Regions from separate parts of the Mus musculus genome. Here regions 1, 2, 3, 5, 6 and 7 are each linked to region 4. Evidence: chromatin contacts called from public HiCAR-type, HiChIP or PLAC-seq and promoter capture Hi-C data. All regions are on one chromosome and are shown on one strand. Each heading gives the region's core, a stretch centred on a gene start, on an enhancer-like site or on the middle of the called end of the contact. The rest is flanking DNA. Distances are from core to core; before and after follow the strand shown. Region 1 holds the start of Faim (Fas apoptotic inhibitory molecule). Region 2 overlaps Pik3cb (phosphatidylinositol-4,5-bisphosphate 3-kinase catalytic subunit beta). Region 3 has its middle 3.9 kb from the start of Gm28166. Region 4 holds the start of Dzip1l (DAZ interacting protein 1-like). Region 5 holds the start of Slc35g2 (solute carrier family 35, member G2). Region 6 holds the start of Foxl2 (forkhead box L2). Region 7 holds the start of Il20rb (interleukin 20 receptor beta).

What was found. Promoter capture Hi-C pulls out the DNA fragments that hold promoters and counts their contacts. HiCAR-type assays count read pairs that join an accessible place to other places. HiChIP or PLAC-seq counts read pairs in DNA pulled down with a chosen protein or histone mark.
Region 1: a HiCAR-type map of astrocytes shows a contact between it and region 4, with 2.2 times the contacts expected there. The contact joins the promoter of Faim here to the promoter of Dzip1l in region 4. A contact is called at or near these places in 3 of 39 promoter capture datasets (cranial neural crest, embryonic stem cells and neural stem cells), 2 of 115 datasets of contacts at active chromatin or transcription factors (astrocytes and embryonic stem cells) and 1 of 9 other capture datasets (embryonic stem cells).
Region 2: a contact with region 4 is called in an H3K4me3 HiChIP or PLAC-seq map of embryonic forebrain, with 6 times the contacts expected there. The contact joins the enhancer-like site here to the promoter of Dzip1l in region 4. A contact is called at or near these places in 6 of 39 promoter capture datasets (the 3T3-L1 cell line, the C10 cell line, cranial neural crest and 2 more) and 2 of 115 datasets of contacts at active chromatin or transcription factors (embryonic forebrain and embryonic stem cells).
Region 3: a contact with region 4 is called in a HiCAR-type map of astrocytes, with 4 times the contacts expected there. The contact joins the enhancer-like site here to the promoter of Dzip1l in region 4. A contact is called at or near these places in 3 of 39 promoter capture datasets (the 3T3-L1 cell line, embryonic stem cells and hippocampal neurons) and 5 of 115 datasets of contacts at active chromatin or transcription factors (astrocytes, embryonic hindbrain, embryonic midbrain and 2 more).
Region 5: an H3K27ac HiChIP or PLAC-seq map of embryonic stem cells shows a contact between it and region 4, with 5 times the contacts expected there. The contact joins the promoter of Slc35g2 here to the promoter of Dzip1l in region 4. A contact is called at or near these places in 2 of 115 datasets of contacts at active chromatin or transcription factors (embryonic stem cells and pancreatic cancer cells).
Region 6: a contact with region 4 is called in an H3K27ac HiChIP or PLAC-seq map of embryonic stem cells, with 5 times the contacts expected there. The contact joins the promoter of Foxl2 here to the promoter of Dzip1l in region 4. A contact is called at or near these places in 4 of 39 promoter capture datasets (cranial neural crest, embryonic stem cells and second pharyngeal arch cranial neural crest), 1 of 484 Hi-C or Micro-C datasets (embryonic stem cells), 4 of 115 datasets of contacts at active chromatin or transcription factors (all in embryonic stem cells) and 1 of 9 other capture datasets (embryonic stem cells).
Region 7: a contact with region 4 is called in a promoter capture Hi-C map of cranial neural crest. The contact joins the promoter of Il20rb here to the promoter of Dzip1l in region 4. A contact is called at or near these places in 1 of 39 promoter capture datasets (cranial neural crest), 1 of 115 datasets of contacts at active chromatin or transcription factors (embryonic stem cells) and 1 of 9 other capture datasets (embryonic stem cells).

The regions. Positions count from the first base shown.
Region 1 is chr9:98,984,847-98,987,795 of GRCm38.p6, reverse strand. It overlaps Faim (Fas apoptotic inhibitory molecule), which reads right to left and starts at 1,423. Exons shown (of 5, transcript NM_011810.3): 1 at 1,284-1,423.
Region 2 is chr9:99,058,699-99,061,692 of GRCm38.p6, reverse strand. Pik3cb (phosphatidylinositol-4,5-bisphosphate 3-kinase catalytic subunit beta) reads left to right here. Exons shown (of 24, transcript NM_029094.3): 16 at 1,409-1,508. Among named protein-coding and RNA genes, the nearest start is that of Gm1123, 25 kb to the right of the region's middle. Within about 2 kb of position 1,297, at least 1 of the 459 cell types and tissues checked has an H3K27ac peak or open chromatin away from gene starts, as enhancers often do.
Region 3 is chr9:100,444,578-100,447,604 of GRCm38.p6, reverse strand. No RefSeq gene overlaps it. Among named protein-coding and RNA genes, the nearest start is that of Gm28166, 3.9 kb to the left of the region's middle. Within about 2 kb of position 1,449, at least 112 of the 459 cell types and tissues checked have an H3K27ac peak or open chromatin away from gene starts, as enhancers often do. A contact at or near this core is called in astrocytes, where this site is marked.
Region 4 is chr9:99,628,162-99,631,070 of GRCm38.p6, reverse strand. Dzip1l (DAZ interacting protein 1-like) reads right to left here and starts at 1,540. Exons shown (of 16, transcript NM_028258.4): 1 at 1,402-1,540.
Region 5 is chr9:100,569,802-100,572,537 of GRCm38.p6, reverse strand. Slc35g2 (solute carrier family 35, member G2) reads left to right here and starts at 1,453. Exons shown (of 2, transcript NM_001101483.1): 1 at 1,453-1,590.
Region 6 is chr9:98,954,271-98,957,068 of GRCm38.p6, reverse strand. It overlaps Foxl2 (forkhead box L2), which reads right to left and starts at 1,462. Exons shown (of 1, transcript NM_012020.2): 1 at 1-1,462. The coding sequence starts at 1,408. The coding sequence ends at 281. Foxl2os (forkhead box L2, opposite strand) reads left to right here and starts at 1,759. Exons shown (of 8, transcript NR_003248.3): 1 at 1,759-2,664.
Region 7 is chr9:100,485,054-100,487,791 of GRCm38.p6, reverse strand. Il20rb (interleukin 20 receptor beta) reads left to right here and starts at 1,319. Exons shown (of 7, transcript NM_001033543.3): 1 at 1,319-1,536. The coding sequence starts at 1,464.

The DNA of each region.
Region 1 (2,949 bases), core at 174-2,673, 640 kb after region 4:
AGAACATGTTCAAAACACCTCTGCAAGGGTCCTGCTTTGGGATTCCACTACAAGTTTGTTTTTTTGTTTGTGTGTTTGACCGGAAGTTCCAACAGTCTTGTGGCTTGTGATCTTACACACTTCAAGTTCAGTACTTTCAAAGCTCATTGGAGTTGCTCTCTTGGCCCAACAGGGTTTTTTCTTAATTTACTTTGGTTGTGATCAATATAATTCATATTATACCTTGTTATTATACCTTCATATTACCACTTGTTTCACACCTGTGTTCTGACCCCACCACTCTGTCCTAAGCCTCACCATGACCTGCACAGGTCTGCTTTTAGCAGAAAACCTTATATGGAATAACAACCCCCAGATCACTAACGATGATTTTACTATATACTGTATTTCCAAAATCCATTCGGTATTTCAGAAACGGTGCTTATCTAATCTAATTATGATGACGTCACCAGACACTAACACCGCCCACAATGACATTTACATGAGCATTGGTTGCAGTACAAGGCAATTTTCAAATTTTCAGACTTGTGTTTACTCGCTGTTACAGGTGACAGATTGAATGCAACGTTAGATGGTTAAACAGCAAAACAACTCAAGTTACCTGTCCCACCATCTTCCACCTTGAGTACAGCGTAATTTCGCTGGGTTTCATTGAACCAATTCATTCTATACCTGAGACAGGTCTCCAAGTCAGCCTTTGCATGAGAAAAACAACAGAATTCTAGGAAGAGACTATAGAATCCCACTCTGCCCGCTGTAAGATAACAGGCTCCTTCATTAAGCAACTCGAGTTGAGCTTATTGCAACACTAGAGCGATTCAGGAATAAATCTGTCCCTAAAGCCAACCTCCACGAAGGAAGTAGCCACAGCCAGCAAGGATGCTGCAGTGAGCTGCTCTCAAGAGCTCCCGACCACCGAGCGAGGTTAGCTCGGCCTCCTACAACCCCTGGAGGTACGTGTAGGTAGGTACTTGTAGGTACCTCTCCGGGGTATTTGGGCCAAGGGCCGCCTGGGACGCAGTCAGGAGCGGCACCGAGACTCGGACACGTCCGAAGCCCGAGAACTCCGGACCGCGCCACGAATACTGCGCCGAGGCACCGGAGGGTCCGCAGCTTCGGGTGGCCGCCCCACACCCCTTCTTTCCGGGGCCTCTTGCCCTGAGCCCACACTGCGGCTTGCTGTCTGCCGACCGAGGCCTGGGCACCACGCATCTCGGAGCCCGCTCGGCCAGGCCGAGCTGGAAGCGCCCGCCGAAGCTGCCAGCACCGTCTCCCGCGCTCACCTGCTCCGCGCGCCGCCACCGGCTCCCGATCCCACGACGTAGTCAGCAGCTCTCGCGGCCGCGCCCACCGGGCTCCAGCACCCGCATGCCGGGCGCCCAGCCTCCTACTGCCTTCCGGGCTCAACGAGACCCCGCCCACTGCCCTACTGCGCCTGCGCGAGTGCGAGAGCCCTTTTCAGAGGCTCCGCCCACGCTCCGCGCGAAAACCAATTCCCGGTGTCCGCCTCCATAGGCCCCGCCTACCCTCCGCTTTGGGGCCAATCCTGCTCCTGCTGTGCGCCGCTCTGCGCCCTTGTGCACAGTTGAGCGCTCTGCGGTGCGCCCTGCTGCGCCGCTGCTGCCCCTAGGCCCTGTGGGTGTCACTTTCTTGTTTGTTGTGCAGGTCTGACAGCAGCTTTTGTAGCCTTCCGGATAACCCGCACCTCCGGGAGAGGCAACTCGTCCGCTGAGACCCTTTGTTCCCACTGCCCTGCCGGCCTTCCATTCTCTGCTATAAGAACGGTCATTTTAGGTGGAAGAGTCCAGCCTTTGAAACCCTCTGTACGACCACAGGGGTCGTTTGGCTGCCGAGCCTTACACCTAGCCCAGAGGTTTTTGCTCGCCTTGTCTCCCTATTTTATATATACTTCTTCCTTTAGTGAGATGTTTGAATTTCACTTACTGACAGACAAACCTTAGGGAAAGAGTATAGAGTTCAATAATATAATAGGGCGTTTAGTTATCCTGGGTGAGGTCGTGGGTTATGTAAATTATTTTTAGTGTATATAATACATATGTACAAACACACAACCACTGAATTGTCCCTAATGCTATTGTAAAGTCTCAGACAAACAGGTAAGTAAGTAATGTCGGATAGAATCTACAGTTTCATTTATATAAAGGGAACGAACCAATGAGAGATTTTTTTTAAGTCTGATAAAGATTTAATTTGGGAGTGTTTGTGCCTGTTTAGTTGATATTTAAGAGAATCTCACTACGTAATTCATAAGAGCCTCACACTTGGATTCCAGACCCTCCTGCCTCAGTCTCCCCAGTGCTTGGATCACCATGCCTATCTACCCAGCCCTCAGGAGGTTGAAACAGGAGGATTGCAAGTTCCAGGCTACCCTAAGCTTTATAACTAAGCCTTGTTTCAAAAAACTAAAGTAGTAAAATTTAATGAAGCAGAAGTTTCAGGCACGGTATCTGCAACATTAAAGAACACTGGTCTACTTAATATTCTGAAATTTCTGACTGTCATGGCAATAAATTTTTTTTAAAGAAAAGAATAGACAAATGGGAGAGAACTGGACAAAACAGATGGCAGACACATTGTACCCCTTACATAAAAGAGTTTCTATGAATAGATTTTTAAAATGCCAAATGGTGTTTTTCAATTATTGGTGAAATGTTCAAGTAGGATATTAGAAGGACAGGGAATATAAATGGTCAATTTAAAAAGACCTTTTCTGATTTCTAGCACTGAGGGAAAAAGCTTACTCTTACCATGGACTCAACCAACTGCAACTCAAAAATCTTTTGTGAGGTCTAAGAGTTGCCTAGCATACCCGAAGCCCTCAATGTAAAACTCAAACACTAAAACACACCATCAAAGACTCACTATGCACAAATACAAACATCTATAATTTAATTGTACTGAATACATGCAGACTTATTATTCCCATCT
Region 2 (2,994 bases), core at 48-2,547, 570 kb after region 4:
TCTAATAACTAACCCGGTGTGATGTCAGACAGCCAGTGGACTAGCAGCAGCTTCTCCAGGTGCTTTCTGATCCATCCGTGACATTTACACTGTTTGGTGCCTTCTCTTATCTTTTGATACCTAAATTCTGTTTTCATCATTTGGCAAAGTATTTCAGGTAAGTATTCTATGATACTTTCTAGATTTTGAACTAAAACTAGTAACTGTTATATTGTAATATTTTCTAACAACTAATTTTTGTTTAAAAATATTGATTAAATATTTATACTGTGTGTGTGCTCTGATCAAATCTACCCCAGCCACTCCTCTCCAGCTCCTACTGTCATTTTTCCCTCCCAGCTTCATGCGCTCTTTCTTAAGAAATGTTTTTATTTTATGTACATTGGTGATTTGACTGTGTGTATGTCTGCTTGAGAATGTCAGATCCCCTGGGACAGGAGTTACAGACAGTTGTGAGCTGCCGTGTGGGTGCTGGGAATTGAACCCAGGTCCTCTGGAAGAGCAGTGCCAGCGCTTAGCCTCCCAGCCACCTCTCCTGCCCGTGTTTATGTGTGTGTTTGCTTTGTAGTGGCTGGGCTAGACCACAGAGCCGGCACGTGTGTGGTCATTTCAGCCTTCTTAACCTTTCCTCTCACACTTCTGTTCAAACTGCTTGTCAGGAAAAAAAACTTTCCTTTTTAACTAAGCTTTTAAAGAACTCATGGTCTGTGGTATTAATTTTAGCAGATTTTCCCTTACTAAAGTGGTTTTCTTGTTGATGCATATTTTTTATACTTTGTCTCCTCGTCCAATTCAGTACTATTTTAAACCCTCCAGAGAATGACAAAGTAAATATTTTTGTTGTTTTTTTTTTTAATACATACATGCCATTGTTTGAGAAAGAAAAGAAAACTGGGGCTGGCAAGATGCTTCAGTGAGCAGTGGGTCTGGCTGTGCAAACCTGCCAAGCTGAGTCCACATGAAGTGGAAGAGGAGACCCAGCTCTCCTCTCTTGTCCTCTGACCTCCATGTGCCCCCATGGCTAGTGCCCCACGCCCATTATACACTCAATGACAGTGGGAAAGGGGGACAGAAATGTGGTTAGGCTGACTGGCTCATTGGCGGCAGTCAGAGAGATTTTTTTTTTCCACCTGAGTCTCTCCAAATTCCTAAGTTACATTTCCTTTCCCTTTCAAAAGGCAGTTTAAAATGTGGGAATATTAGTTTTCTTTAAGAATTGACCACTAAGATCTCATAACTTCTGAGTCCTAACTGCGGTATGACCTCTTACTAGTAAGTGCTTGGGATGGCCAGCTCTCAGCTGGTTGGCATCAGAAGAGCATTCCATGGCAGAATAAGGAGGTCAGTGCTTGTTCTTCACGCTCTGAAGTGTTCGATTACAAACCTTTTCAGTGTTGCTTTTCTGCAGGTCAGAGGTGCACACTCCTGCTGTGTCCGTACAGTTTGGTGTCATCCTGGAAGCATACTGTCGAGGAAGCGTGGGGCACATGAAAGTGCTTTCCAAACAGGTAGGGACTTCTGTAATTCACTTTAGCACATGGTGATCAACCGAGTTTATCAAACGGAATGTCTCCAGTCACATATTTTATTGCCCTTTCGGTCACTTACCCTGATCAGTGCTTTGTGGGAATGGCCTGAGTCTCATGAAGCTCAGGATGGCCTTGAACTCACCATTTAGTCAGAGAGGTCCATGGTCAGGAGCTCCTCCTGCCCCAGCCTTCTGAGTGCTGGGATCCATAGCATATGGTGCTGTGTCTAATTTATGCTGTGCTCGGGGATGGACTCAAGGCTGTGTACTTGACATGCAAGCAGTCTACCGCTGAGCTATTTCCCAGCTGTTAGCTTTTAGGAAAATCTGTCAAGATAAGTTTCAGAAAGCTTAGAATTAAGGCATATCTCATATTTTCTATATTAATAGGATGACCTACATTTTAATAGTGTATTTCAAGATGGACATGAAGGAGGCAGACTTCTGCCTCCAGTGTTTCATAGCCTACATCACTCTTTTCATGGAATTGTGTGTTTTTAAAGCTTTACGACTCTTTAGTATAGTTTATGATGCATATAATTCATCTTTTAGACCGAGATATAGTGAGGTATAAACACATGATTTCTGTAGTTCAGAGTCCTTGTCACCTTTTCAAGCTATATCTTCATACCTAAAATTGTAATACATTCTTGCAGTCCAGAAGTATTGCTGATATTACCATTAAGTTATTAAATAATTACTCTCTGTCAAGAACTCATACTGCTTTAAGCATGCTGTCTAATTGTGCTCCTTATAATTGACCATTGTGTGTATAAACCATAGGCTGCCTTTGAACTCATGATCCCCCTCCCCCAGATTCTGAGAATGTAAGAGTCTGCTACCATTCCTTGCTCCCTTACTTAGCTAGAGAGCCTTCCATAAGCTTTTACGAAATGACTGTGGTATGTTTTGGAAAGGCCATGGGTGTGGTGAAAGCAGCTAATAGAGACTCACACCATGAAACAGCATCATTGATCCACACTGTGAACCAGTGCTCACGGTGGCCCCTCATCTGACCCATTGTCTTCTACTCCACCACCCTCTACACTGGGCTTCTCATTCCCACCCTCCCCTGTCTGCCTCTCCTCCCCAGCACAGCCTTTGAACATCTGAGAAGTGACCATGTTTTCCAGTCATATTAGTCTCTTTAAATCCCTAACAATAATTGTTCATGACACTGAAAATCCGGATTTTTCTACCCAGACTTAAAAGGTCCTAGTTGGTTGCTGTGTGTCCAACCTCATTGTGTATCTGTTGGTTGATGTGTGTCAGACCTCATTGTGTGTCTGTTGGCTCCCCTTGCTCATTTCTCAAGCACACTGCATATCCTCTTGGTTCTCTGGAAGTGTTTAATACTACTTTTCTAAGGAGGCATGCATACCACTCTTCCCTTCCCCATTTCCCTGCCCTGATCCCAGGTCCTCTTGTACCATCGGTGAGCATTCTACTGCTAAGTTCCAGCCCCA
Region 3 (3,027 bases), core at 200-2,699, 820 kb before region 4:
GAGGAATGACACAAAAGTGCATGTACTCTAACACATGCGTGTGCGCACCCACCAGGCAAGCTGGTGGAGGACGGAGTCACGAAATAGCAAAAGCTCTCTTTTGTGGACTTGAATCTTGTTGCATGGAATGTGTTATGTTAGGTATATACATTTATTTATACAGCATGCCAGGATCTGCTATCCTAAATATTGCTGCAATGACATTCCCTCTGTCTCTGTCTTTCTCTCTTCTCTTCTCTTCTCTTCTCTTCTCTTCTCTTCTCTTCTCTTCTCTTCTCTTCTCTTCTCTTCTCTTCTCTTCTCTCCCTTCTCCTCCCCCTTTCCTCCCTCCCCATCTTTCTTTGTTTCTTTTTCTCTCTTTCTTCTTCTTCTGTAGCTCAGGCTAACTTTGAAATGGTGTTCCTGGCACCTCAGCTTCTCCAAGTGCTGGGATTACAGCTGTGCACCACCATGTCTGGCCTGCATTGTCTCTCTCTCTCTCTCTCTCTCTCTCTCTCTCTCTCTCTCTCTCTCTCTCTCTCTCTCTCTTAAAATTTGATATGGGGTCTTTATTTATAGTCCAGGCTTGCCTGACACTCATGACAGTCCTCCTGCTTCAGCCTTCCAAGGCTGGGATTACAGATGTGTGTCTCTATGCTTGGCTTGCAAAGGCCTTTACACAGTCATGTATGTGTGGAATGAGAGCATGTGTGTTGTCTCATTGGGTCTCATTTGCCTCTCCAGTCTGTCCCTCTGTTTTCTTTTCTTTGTGACCCAGCTTTTTTTTCCTGACATGGATGGCTAGGACTTCAATTCTCCTTCGATATCTCCTTCCCTTTTCCAAGTTAAAATATTTAACCATGATGTTATGGTTCATAGATCCTCAAAGAAATAGTGAAAGCAAAATTTTTTTCTTCCCTCTGTCCTCCTTTTGAATATTTGTAAATTACCTGTATTAGCAATATTTGGCTTTTTCCAAAGCAGCTTTGGAGGGTGCGCCAGAGCCAGCTGTCATTCCAGCGGTTGCCACTAGGTGTCAATAGAGGCCGTGGTAGTCGGTTCAGGACCATCGGTTGATTTGGTTGGGTCCCTGCGGATTTTCTGAGTCCTCTCCTGTAAAATAACAAATGTCCGTGGTGCAGAGCACTTTCCTCAGGAAGTACTCTAGGGAGCCCGGGAGTTTGCATACGAAGGCGAGGAGCACGAGGCTCCTACTAATGATATTCCATGCCGACCGCAGTCGCTCCTAGGCAGGGCCTGGCTCTCCTAGCTTTGATGTATGAGATTATTACTGAGTAGTATGGTGGCCAAGCGATGCTCTGTGGGCAGGCTGAGGACGCGAGTCCTGCGTGGGCTGCAGAAATGTCGCTGCAGAGCACGGACCCGGTGGAGGAACCGAATGTACAGCCTGGACCCGGGCAGGACTGGAGGGCGGACACTCTCAGTGTGTGCTCAGCGCCACCTTCCTGGACGCCAACGCCAACGCCAACGCCAACGCGGGTGAATGTTGGCTGCGCCCTCCAGGGGTTGCAATGGGGGTTGTCACTGCAACTTATAAACAGACTCCAGGCATCTTTCATCTTCTTAAAAAAAGTTCTGGCCAAATTCCTCCACTCTCCACTCAGGGCTGCAATGCTTTGCTTCTAAAATTTTCCTCTTACATTAGGATGGCATCACCAGCTTGGGTCTGTCCGTAGCTATTTTCTCCTAATTAAAACATTCCCTCCTGGAGGGAATGAGAAGCAAAAGACTTAGAAAGCTGGCCAAATTTACAAGAGTGAGGGAGCCCAGAAAATAAGATCCACAAGGTCCCAGCTCAAGGTTGTAAGTTTCAGTAAACAGTTGCCAGGAGAACCAGAGAGCTTCCTTGAGGCTGTCTGTAAGCTGTGCAGAGAACTAGCGTGGTTGCAGCCTTTGTGAGCTGCTGCCCATACTCGGTGGGCTTTCCCATAATGTAGCTGCTTTGGAGTTCTACCTGCCCTTCTAAGAGACTCCTCCCTGTGCTCCTGCGAGGAACCCTGATAAACTCTCTGGTCCACCAAGTTGGACTTCACTCGAATCATTATTTTGGTTTTCCATCTGTTTCTGGGGTGAATAGACATTTATATTATGGTTCCTCAGGAAAAACTCACACGATGCAATGTGTGTACGTGTGTGCGTGTGTGTGTGGGGGGGGTAGAGAGAGACAGAGAGACAGAGAAACAGTGACTGAGAGGCAGAGAGGAGAGGAGAGGAGAGGAGAGGAGAGGAGAGGAGAGGAGAGGAGAGGAGAGGAGAGGAGAGGAGAGGAGAGGAGAGGAGAGAGTGATATGCTTGCCTATTCTACTCCTTGGGTTTTGATGTTGGGTACCTTACCTTGTTTATTGTTCATTGCTGCTACAATCTACAACAGGAAGGGGAAAGGAACTAAAAATTAAAAACACTTAGGTAGAAGAGTCCTTTCTCTTAGATATGTAGTAAATGCAGGCACCATGGCGTCATGTGCAGCATCATTTAACTCTAGTTGAGGACAAGGCAGAGCATTTTGGATCGGGAACAAACTGGGATGTGGGCACATCTGATAAGCCATTTTGTGCTCTCTCTCTCTCTCTCTCTCTCTCTCTCTCTCTCTCTCTCTCTCTGTCAAGTAGAAGGCACCATAAATATGACAGGGGTTGGGAGCAATAAGAGGAAGGGCTTAGTGAGAGCTAGGAATGCGTGATATGGGCTCACAGGGATTTGGGTAGCCTGACTGGAACTTGGGAAAATGAGCAAGACTGTTCAAGTATTCAGTCCTGTCCAAGACTGATGAGACATGACCTCTGCCTTCTTCTTGTAGGGATTAAAGTGTAGAAGTGGATCACATGCTGACCACCAGGATCAAAGCCTGCAGACGCCAGATAGGGAAAGACCAAAGAGGATGGAGCAGGACCCAGAGTGTCTCCACTGTGAATCCTTGCCTTCACACCTGTTTGAAAGTGAAGCTACGAGGCAGACAGTAAGCTGAAAGCCTGCCATCTTTGATTGAGGCTTTGGTTGCTGTTTGGACTCACATCTCCAGTCTTGAGT
Region 4 (2,909 bases), core at 291-2,790:
CATCGGAAAGAAAACTAACAGACTGTCCTGGGGTTTCTTGTCTATTAAAGCGCTGTTGCTTCCTAACAGAGCCTCTCCATCTTTATTCTGGACCAGACCCCGTCACTACAATCACCAAGCAAGTGACTGGCCAGTGTTGGGGCAAGTGGTTGGCTAGCCCACAGCTTCCTCTTCTGCAAAGTGAGCACAGGACATTCAGAACTGCCTACCAAGGGCTCCCCTTCTCCTCTGAAGTGTTCTGAGTGGCACAAACAAAAGAAGTTCAGCTCCCAAATGCACAAGATTTCTGTTCTCAATTTAAGGCATGCAGCTAAAACAGTGGTTCTCAACCTGTGGGTCGCGACCCCCGAGGAATCTCAGGTATTTTTCATGTCCGATATTTACATTAACAATTCATAACCGTAACGACATTACAGTTATGAAGCAGAATGAAATAACTTTATGGCTGGGGGAATCACTATAACATGAGGAACTGTATTAAAGGCCTGCAGCATTAGGAAGGTTCTGTACTTTAATGATCTAAAACCATTTCCACAGGAGGGAGCAAGCAGACAGACAGACAACCTTCTCTGAGCAGGGTAGTTTTCCCCTGCCAGACCACACCTTGGGGAAGGAAGTGACCATCTTGCTGAACACTTACAGACAGATGGGAGAGCAGGGTTGGAACATCTCACACTCCCTAGGCCTAATCCTGTTAGAAACCAATTCCTGGAGACATGGCCAGGACAGCACCGGCCCTGGGCCCTTCAGGACCGTTGTGAAGGCAATTCTACCAGGCCCTGTCCTCTGATCCTGCCTGGTACACACTTGCCCTGTGGACTTCTACTCTCATCCACCCCTAAGTCTGTGCTCCCGTTAAACTTCAGCCCGGGACCGGAAGCGGAGGAACCTAGACACGCCAATCTTTATTTAAAAATCATCTCGTTAGTAACCGAACCCCACTTCCCACAGAACTCGGATCTGCAGTCCCTTAGATCGCTTTACTGTTTTCAAAAACTGCATTTCCCAAGACCACACTCCTGAAAACGCCGAGGGTTGGGTGTCAGACATCCCCCATTCCGCGCCTCCGTGTCTCCTGGCATGCGAGCTCTTCCCCCCCGCAGGGTACCTCAGTCCTGCACAATCCGAAGCCGCTGGGATAAAGGGATGGAGGCACAGGGAGCGGGACGTCGTGAAGCACCCTCGACCACGCAGCTCCTTTCCTCGCTTGGCTACCGCAGCCACTAATGTTTAACCTGCGCGCGCAGCGGCCAAGTAGCTCCGCCTGGAACCGCGCTCCCTCCGGCGGCTCCCCGCTGGATTCCAGACATAGTTTTCCTGGGAGGCCTGTGGCAGTCTGGGGGTCACCCGGAACAAGGGCCGGCGACTGGAGGTCTTAGAGGTTCCCACGTCCCGACTCACCCCATCCGCAAGTCCAGACTCACTCCATCTCCTACAGTGCAGCCCGAGGATGCTGCCAGCCGCGCGGACCCTACGCGTCTCTCCCCGCCAGTAGCTCAGGCCTGGGGTCTGCGGTGCTTCCCACCCCAACCCCTACCCCCAGCCCATCCACCCACAGCAGAGGCGGAGCCTCTCCCCAGAGCCCGGGAACAGCTATTTTTAGAGTTGCAAGGGAGGGGGGTTGGGGGGAAGGAGGGAGTGCTGCTTTGAATTCGTTAAGGAAATCCAGCATCCAAGTTCCCAGGCCTTGATGAGCGGCAGGACAGACTCTGTCACCATCCCTTCACTTCACATGGCAGGATGCAGCGACTGTTGGCAAGCCCGCAAAATTAAAGGAATTTGACCTGAGCCACATTAGGAGACCCATAGGTGTGCTCCAATTTGATCAGATGGCAATCACCTTTCAGATCCCTTATCCATTAACGTTGCCCAGAAAGCTCCGGCAGGAGTTGGGGGTATTATATTTTCTCTCCTGATTATAGATCCCTGCCCCCTCTCGTTGGGACTCTCATCTCGTGACTTTAAGTTCTGGGAGGGTTTGTTGTATCTTAGGGCCTTTCTCTCAACACAGCTTCAAAATGCCAAGCTCTGCATCTTGGGGACAGCAAGGACAAAAGCCCTAGGAATAAACGTTGCCAAGGGTGGGGAGAAACTCAAATTTCTGTGCGTTATTGATGGGAATTCAAAATGGTACTGCCACTGTGGGAAACAAAATGGTTTGCCATGATTCAGCACTATTTGAAAATATTACAAGGATTAGGAGGTATAGCCTTGTTGGAGAAAGTGTGACACTGGAGGTGGGCTTTGAGGTTTCAAAACGCCCATGTCAGACCCAGTCTTCGCCCACCCTTACGGGTCAGGTGGGTCAGGATGTAACTCTTAACTATTTCTCCAACACCAGGCCTGCCTGCTACCATACTCCCTGCAATTATGATAAATGGACTAAGCCTCTGATACTGTAAGCAAGCCTCCAGTTAAGTACTTTTCTTTTTCATAAGAGTTACCTTGGTCATGGGGTCTCTTCTCAGCAACAGAATAATAAATAAGGCACATGTCTAGATCTATATCCAAAGAAGCTTAAAGCAAGACCCCAAACAAACTCTTGGACACTTGTATTTAATGAGCTGTCAAAATGGCTCAGCAGGTAAAGGGCTTTGTCATCAAGTCGGATATCCTGGATTGGATTCCTGTAACCCACACCGTGGAAGGAAACAACTCCTGAAACTTGTCCTCTGACATCTGTATATACAGATATGTGCGTGCGCGCACACACACACAATGTACAATAAAATAATAACATTATTTACAACAGCCAAAATGTGGAAGTAATCCAAGCGCCCATGGGCAGCTGATTGGCTAAGAACACGTGGCTTACACATACAATGGAATATCATTCACCCTTAATGAGGAAGGAAATACTGGCATGTGTTATTACATGGACCAGATTTGTCTTAGTCCATTTAGACTAC
Region 5 (2,736 bases), core at 204-2,703, 940 kb before region 4:
AAAAAAAACAACAACAACAACAAAAAAACCCCAAAAAAGAATCCTGACACTTGCCATGTTCTGCCAGGACTGTTCCTACTCCAACTGGGCTGGTCCTCTCAATCCACCTACCCCATGGGGGCTTCCTCCTCTCTCCTTTTGGTCTTTGCCTCAGACCCCAAGCCAGGGAACCGAAGCCCTGCCAACCTCTCTTCTGCCCAGCTACAGGCTATAGGCATCTTTATTCAACCAATAGTTTCAAATTAAGGAACAAGGTTTGCACAACAAAAGCTGGTATGGTATGTGTGTGCATATGTATGTATGTATGTGTGTGTATTTGTATGTAAATGTGTGTATGTGTGTGTTTGTATTTGTATGCATATGTGTGTATATGTGTACATATGTGTGTATGTGTTTCCCGTGTGTCTCATATACTCACACCATCCATAAGCTAGAAGACAGTTGACTTCATCCATTAAGGTGTGTGTTTGTGTATGTGCTTGTGAGTATGTGTGTATATGTGTGTTTGTGTGTGTGCGTGTGAGTATGTGTATATGTGTGTGTATGTTTGTGTTTGTATATGTATGTGATATGTAAAAGAACCCTCTGGGAGCCATCCAGGATTGAAGGAGGAGGACAGCTAGTGGTCAGGTGTGCAAACACAAAACTCTACCAGAGGATTTGGGTTCTGACTTTGAGATGAAGACGTGGATAACAGTAACTCTGTTTCCCATGTGTCTCTCACTTGCCCACACTATCCAAAAGCTAGAAGACACTTGGCTTCATCCATCAAGGTGAGTCCTGAGTCAGAGCAGGACAGAAAGGGATCTAAACAGACTATGAAAAATCTGGCAGAAGACACTTGTCTTTCCATAGTTAGCACCATAATTCAGGCCTGATTGTTTCTTACCTAATCTACAGTCATGGTCTTCCAGCCTGTCTCCTGGACTCTCATTGCCTTGGTGACTTGGTTTGTTTTTAAGAGTGTGTTCATTTAGCTTTGGGGATTGGGGTATACAAACATTTGCATTGTCAAGACTTCTCCCATCTTGCAAAACCTGGGTAAAACGGTCAGGACTCAGGGATATCCCAAGATTATTCTGTCCCAAGGTTTATCGATACTGTCACCACTTCAAATATCAAGAAATAATTTTTAGTTCTTACAACCAGATAGAAATGAATGGAGAATGCTTCCTCATCTCTTCCCAGAGGACCTAGTCACCCTGGCTGGCAGTCGATTGCTTCTAAGAGCCCCCCCCACCCCCCCCAACCCCGCCTGCCCCCACTCTCCGCCCCAGGGCGTTGGCAGCTTCCATTGCCTGGGACGCTCACGCCTCTCGGGGAGGGCCAGTCCCCAGGTCTAAGCAAACATCCTGGTGGTCTCCTGCCGTCTTCCACTCCCGCAGCGCCTGCGGTGGGGGGTTGGGGCAGCGGAGAGCGCAGGCGCAGTGCCCGCGTCTGGCGCCCCTCTCCTTGCTGGCCGCCCCTGGCAGTCCAGGCTGCAGTGGTCCCCGCCGAGCGCGCGGCGGCCTCAGCTGGCTAGGGAGGCCAGACCAGGAGCGCGGGAGTCCGCTAGTGCCCCCGGCGCACCGGCCTAGCCGCGACTTCCAGGTAACTGAGCCGGTGGCGGGTGGGCAGCAGCGGGCGGTGCGGGACTCAGCCGTCTGGCCCCGTCGGGAAGAGGGAGCGCACCGAGCCCCACGTCGGTGGCAAGTGACCCGTAGGGCGCCTCGTTTGGGGTAAGGTAGGCTCCCGTCAAGCGCCCCGCCTACTTGATAGACCTCGGTGGAGCGCGCGTCTCTGCAGGACGCCAGAAAAGCCATCCAGTGCCCACTTCTCCCCGTTGCTGTCCTGGAGAACAGGAACAGCGGGGTGATAGTCAGCACCATCCTCGGGCCTGACACAGTTGCTTGTGTGGGCCCAACCCCAGTCGCATGATGAAGGTCAGGGCTTGTCCCTTCTTTGGCCCCGGAGCCCACACAAGCTCGGCGAGTGCTTGTGGCGTCATAGGAGTGATTGCGAATGCAACTTTCGAAAAATTACTGGGTGGTTTTAGGAGTCTGACAAAGATTTTGGATTTGCCATCACTTTCCTGTCTTGTGTCTTTTGAGTCTTGAACTCCAGATTAGATGGGTTGAGATTTTCCTGTTTCTTGACTCGATAGGGAGGAAGGACCAGAGTGTGGAGGTGGAGGCTCTGGCAAGTCAGTTTCATCTCATCTATCCACGTAGAACAAAATGCGGATTTTCTTGACGGAATTGGTTCTAGGTTTAGAATTTTACGCAGTGTGTGACCGTTTAGCTCATGGGGGAAGACGGGTCGCGGGAACTGGCAGGAAGAACACTCACTCTTCCTGGGGCAGCTGGGGGCGCTGCGCAGATCCACGTCACTACCCAGGCTGTCACCAGGCTCTGGTAGGAGCAGGAGCAACTTCCCGTCCCGAGGATTGAGGAGCTCCTAGACAGTCTCACACCAGGCCGGGAGGGTGAGGGGGCAGGCGCGGAGTGGGCCAAGTCTGCGGGCTCTTTTCGGGAAATGGCTTTGAGCAGAGTTGACTGTGTCCGTGGTGCTGAAGCTCCTCGTGCCCAGGTCTACGACTTCCTGGGCCTATGCCAGCCATATTTTCCTATTTTGCACCTTTGCCAAAAAATAACTCATGGCCAAAGCAAGCGGCCAGGCCGGAGCCGGCTAGACACTGAAACTCTTCACAGATGGGTTGAGCGTGGTCTCCTGAGGGAAACACTGCAGGGAAATGTG
Region 6 (2,798 bases), core at 213-2,712, 670 kb after region 4:
GGAGAGGAGGCCCGCGGAAAGCACGGAGTGGGCGGCCTCCGGCCAGCAGCACGGGAAAGCAGAGGCCGCGGCGGGGAAGAGCACCGGAGGAGCAGCGGAGGCGACAAAGCGGAGTCGCAGGAGCGGGGCGGACCGAGGAAGGGCAGACCGCTCGAGGGCTCTGCATCCAGAAGCTGTCCCGGAGTGCGCGCTGTCAGGCTGGCTGCTGCGGCTGCGACCCGAGCTCGGCTCCTCCACTCCCGGGATAGGGGTGGGGGACCGCTCCCGCGCGCGTTGGCACTCAGAGATCCAGACGCGAGTGCAGCGCGCCCGTCTTGCTGTCGTGGTCCCAGTATGAGCAATGCATCATGGCGAGCTCGGGTTGCCGGGCGCAGGCGAACTGCAGGCCGGGCGCGCTCGTGGGCGCGGGTGCCGGGGGCGCGGCGGTGGCCGGGCTGGCGGGACTGAGCTGACCCGGGGGAGGCGCGGCAGCCCCGTGGTGTGGCGGGGCTGGCGGGGGCGCAGCGGCCGCGTGCAGATGATGTGCGTGAGGGTGCGGGTGAGGGTGCGGCGGCGGTGGCGGCGGCGGTGGTGCGGCAGGAGGGCCCCCCAGGCCGTTGTAGGAGTTCACGACGCCCGGAGGCAGCGCCATGCTCTGCACGCGCGAGTACGGCCCGTAGGAGGCGGCGGGGCCCGCCAGCCCCTTGACCACCGCGGCTGCACCGGGGCTGCCCGGGCCGGCGGCTGCAGCGGCTGCAGCAGCGGCCGCCGCAGCCGCCGCCATCTGGCAGGAGGCGTAGGGCATGGGCGAGGGAGGCTGCGGCAGGGGCCAGGAGTTGTTGAGGAACCCCGATTGCAGGTACTTGGGTGGCGCCAGGTAGCCATAGCCATCGGCCCCAGCTCCGGGCACGCCGCAGCCACCCGCCGCTCCTCCGCTCCCGAAGAGCCCCTTGCCGGGCTGGAAGTGAGCGGGCGGCGGCCGGAAGGGCCGCTTCATGCGGCGGCGGCGCCGGTAGTTGCCCTTCTCGAACATGTCCTCGCAGGCCGGGTCGAGCGTCCAGTAGTTGCCCTTGCGCTCGCCGCCGCCCTCGCGCGGCACCTTGATGAAGCACTCGTTGAGGCTGAGGTTGTGGCGGATGCTATTCTGCCAGCCCTTCTTGTTCTTCTCGTAGAACGGGAACTTGGCTATGATGTACTGGTAGATGCCGGACAGAGTGAGCCTCTTCTCGGCGCTCTCGCGGATCGCCATGGCGATGAGCGCCACGTACGAGTACGGGGGCTTCTGCGCGGGGTCTGGTTTCTCCGGTGTTGTCCCGCCTCCCTTGCCGGGACTCGGCGGCGACGCCTCGGCCTCTTTGACTGCGCGTCCGCTCTCCGGAGCCAGCAGGGTCCCCGCCGTGTCTTCGGGCTCGGGGTAGCTGGCCATCATGACAAAAGCCGGCTCTCCGCGGCCGGGCAGCCCGGAGGCTGTGCTCTCCTGGTGCAGGCTCGCCTTGCAGGCGGGCGCAGGAGTGTGCGCTCGGCGCAGAGCCTCTAACTTCTGCAGGCTGCGGGGACCGGAGGCCTCGCGCGGCTCTCACTCTCTTCTCTTTTCCCCCCGGGGAGCGGTCTGCGGGAGTGGAAGTCAGCCTCTGGCCATCGGGAGTCTGCCCAACAGCGAGGGGCTCCGGCCCCGCCGCCCCTCCCCGCCCAGGCCAGTCCCCGCCTCGGTGGGTTTTCTTGGCTGAGCTCTCCCCTCCCCCCACCGCCCGGTTTCCCCGAGGCGCGACCCGCGTCTCTGGCGCAGCCGCCTCCTGGAGTCCCTAGTGCGCCAGGAGCCTCGCTCCGTTCTGATTCGTATGGGCTCCGCAGAGTTCCGCTTGCGTCAGGGGCCTTCGCCCCTATAGCGGGGCAGCCAGCAGCGCACGGGCGAGTTCATCTCTAAGTCTCCTTTTTTTTTTAAACGGCCGGCAGAACTTGGACCGGCCTTCCCGAGCCTCCGGAGCCTCCCGGGCCCAGCCAACAGCCTGCCTCACGCTCTTACGAGTCTTGAAAATCTGCGGGTGTTTGCTTCGCCGAAAAGCCCTGGTTGGGGCTCGCTGCGCCCTGCCAGTGCCCCGGGAATGCTGACCCCAGCGAGGAGAGGTGATCCAAGCCTCTGGGCAGCTTTCAGGTGAAAGAAAACAAAACCCTTTGCTCTGTGCTTCGGGCTGTGCTGGGGCTAGACTTCTAGCTTTGAGGCTTAGGGAGGGGCGAGATGGCAAGGGGGCCGGACCGGGGTGGAGTGGCCGAACTTTGCGGCAGCTGGAGGTAAACCAGCTCAGAGCTCGTGTCACGGAAGGCAGAAGCTTCGGCCTGCTCTGTCCCTCGAGCTCTCTGAGCCCAATTGAGGCTGGGGAGAGGATCGCTGGGAAGAGACACCCAGGAGTACCGCTCACTGGCATCGGACGTTTCGCTTCTCTGTGCTGAGGTGGATGTAGGGACCAGCTTTCTCCTTGGAACTCGCCTTGCAATCCCACAATTTGGGTGTGTGTTTTAAAGATCAAGTGGTATCCCTTGTACTCTGGCTTGGACACAGACGAGGATGTTGCTGAGGGGCTTTGGGGACTGTTGCGTGCACAAGTGTCACGCGTGGAAGGCACGGGGCAAAAATCTGTTCTTAAAGACACACGTGATACTGCGCAAGTGTGCTGTTCAGAAACCCAGGTATGCTTATATATGTACAATGTGTGAGACTTGTATTTGCTTATTTTTGCTTAGTGAGGTGTATGAATCAAGCACCAGAGTACATGGTTGTATCCATGAACATGGTTCGTGGATACAACCTCTTTTTTTTTTTT
Region 7 (2,738 bases), core at 70-2,569, 860 kb before region 4:
TATTTCTACTCCAGTATCCCCAGTGATCCCTTCACTGTATTCAATATTACCCCATGGTTATTTATGCCATGGTTATCTTTATCAGTTGGGAAAGGATAAGAACTGTGAATTCTCAGATTTTTGCACATAGTAAACTCCTAGTGAATGTTTGTTGAATGAATCAGTGGCTGTCCCAAAATTATCTTGCAAGTAAGTTACAAAACTGGAACCAAAAAACATTCTATTAAAAAAAAGAATCAATGTTTATTCTCAAACTGGTGTTCGTTTTACTGTTATAATTTGCACATTGGGGTTTCTAAAGTCCTCAAGGAATTGAAATTTAAGGGGCCAATTTCTATTGCAGGATTTCCCTTCAAAGTTTTAAAATTACTTTTAATTTTCCGTAGTACATTCTTAGGATTCAATACTTTTTTGCTTTTTGTTTTGTTTTTTTGAGACAGGGTTTCTCTGTGTAGCCCTGGCTGTCCTGGAACTCATTCTGTAAACCAGGCTGGCCTTGAACTCAGAAATCCGCCTGCCTCTGCTTCCCAACTGCTGGGATTAAAGGCGTGTACCACCACTGCCTGGCTCAGGATTCAATATTTTAAAAAAATATTTGGTAAAGAATCTTGTTCACATTTTTAATGTCCATTTGCGGTTTCTTCTAGTCAAGATGTCAAGTTTATTATGCCCTAGATTTTCTTTTTGCAGATTTGTAAATATAAAACTATTATTCTTTATGTTTTGACTTTTTTATTTTTGGTTTTTCGAGGCAGGCTTTCTCTGTGTAGCCCTAGCTGTCCTGGAACTCACTTTGCCTCTGCCTCACAACTGCTGGGATTAAAGGCGTGTGCCACCACTGCCCGGCTTATGTTTGACTTTGAAAATGGTATTTCTAATGGACGCAACAGGGCTGAGATGTAGCTCAGTGGCAGTGCTTGCGTAGCTTGCACAAAATCCTGTATTCAGCCCCTAGCACTGTAGAACACAGTAGTAATGGTCATCATTTACCTTCCCCGCTTCTCCAGAAGTGTGTATACGCAAACAGCCAATTAGCGCCCAGCTTGAATGAACAGGCAGAGAGCGGCTTGGCAGTGGAAGCTACTTGATGAGTAGGGAAAATAATCCTGGCTGCTCACTGGTAAGACCCAGGGCCTTCACAACAGCCTGGATGCCCAGATGTCTCCCTCAGGCAGATGTCTCAAGTTCCCCAGTTATCTGGAACTCTTACAGGCCACTCCCCTTGATGCAATATCTGGGTTTGGGCAAAAAGGAGGGTGCTGCAAAGCCCGCCCATTTTGAGCATTTGGGCCAGCTCCCCTTTCAGAACTGTTCAAGCTTCATTGCAACTCTGACCTCAGCACCAGCATCTGCTTCCTGAAGGGAGATGGCTAGGATGGACACACAGCCTCCTTCTGGAAGAAAACAGTGTCTCCGGGCAAGCTGAGTTTGCTAGAGACCCTCACACCAAACAGACCAGCACAATGATTTCCCAGGGAGTCTGGACAAGTCCGTTCATGTGGTTTTTCTACAGCATGACCTCAGGTTTTCTCACGGGTAAGAATGAATTTAAATACAACTGATAGTTTGGGCCTTGAATATAGGTTAAGGTGACAAATACTTTCCTGGGTTTGGGGTTGAATTAAAATGTCAATTTTTAAAAAACCTTTTAATCTCCATTTTCGCATCTCAAATGCCTGCATTCTATTTGGAAAATTTCCTCCTAATATCCACAGAACAATCTAGAAAGATGCCATTAATATAGTCTGCAGAGTTCTATGCATTTTGCAATTTCATCTGGTATTTGAAAGGTTAAGGTATAGTTATTGCAGTTATTTTCCATGTGGCACTTAAAATGATTAAAAATTCTGACAAATACAAAAAGACATTTATAAGCTTCATATTGGGCATGAGATTTATAAAAATTAGATTTTTCTTTGGTCATTATAGAAAAAGGTACTTCATACCATTTAAAAATAGATTTGGTTTGGGGCATTTTCTCTCCCAGTAAGATTGCATAATTTTCTGTTCCACTCCTGGTTTCTTGTAATTACCTTCTTTATTGTCCCCAAAGTGCAGCTCCTCCCTTACCTGTTAGTGTTTCTTTAAGTGACACTGCATTTAAGAGAAATTTCTCCAATATACTGGTCACTTTGTGGTGTTGGTGGGAGCCTTGTGTACTAAAGAAACGTTTCCAAGTTTAGCTGACATAGAAATGGATGGCATTTCCAGGCCCCAAACCTTCAGCATTCCGAAGGTTCAGCAAATGCTGCCCACTTGTCTATATATGCGGGGCTCGTCCTGCATTTATTTGAGCTTATGTCTCACTCCTTTCAGAAAACTAATATAGATTGCAGGCCACTTGCTGTCTCCACAGTATATGCATTCTATTACTGCTTGCTTGCCTTGGCCTTCGTTGTTATAATTTTCCCACGGGGGCTGTTGAAATGGTTCGGTTGGTAACTGTACTTTGTTGCCAAGCCTGACAACTGAGTTCAATCCTCAGAACTCAAACGGTGGAAGGAGAGGGCCAGCTTCCTCAAGTTGTCCTCTGACCTCCACAAACTTGTCATGGCAAATAAGCCAGTCTGCCAACCCATGTGTCCTCCTGCTACACCCACCCCACCACGTATCAGTGTCTGTGTCTGTACATGTTTGTGACTTCCTAGTTTAGCCACTGGTCGTATAACATCATTTTCCCATTTGTGAAGTGTTTATAACAGCCACCTTAAAGTCTTGAGGAGTTAAAACAAGACAAT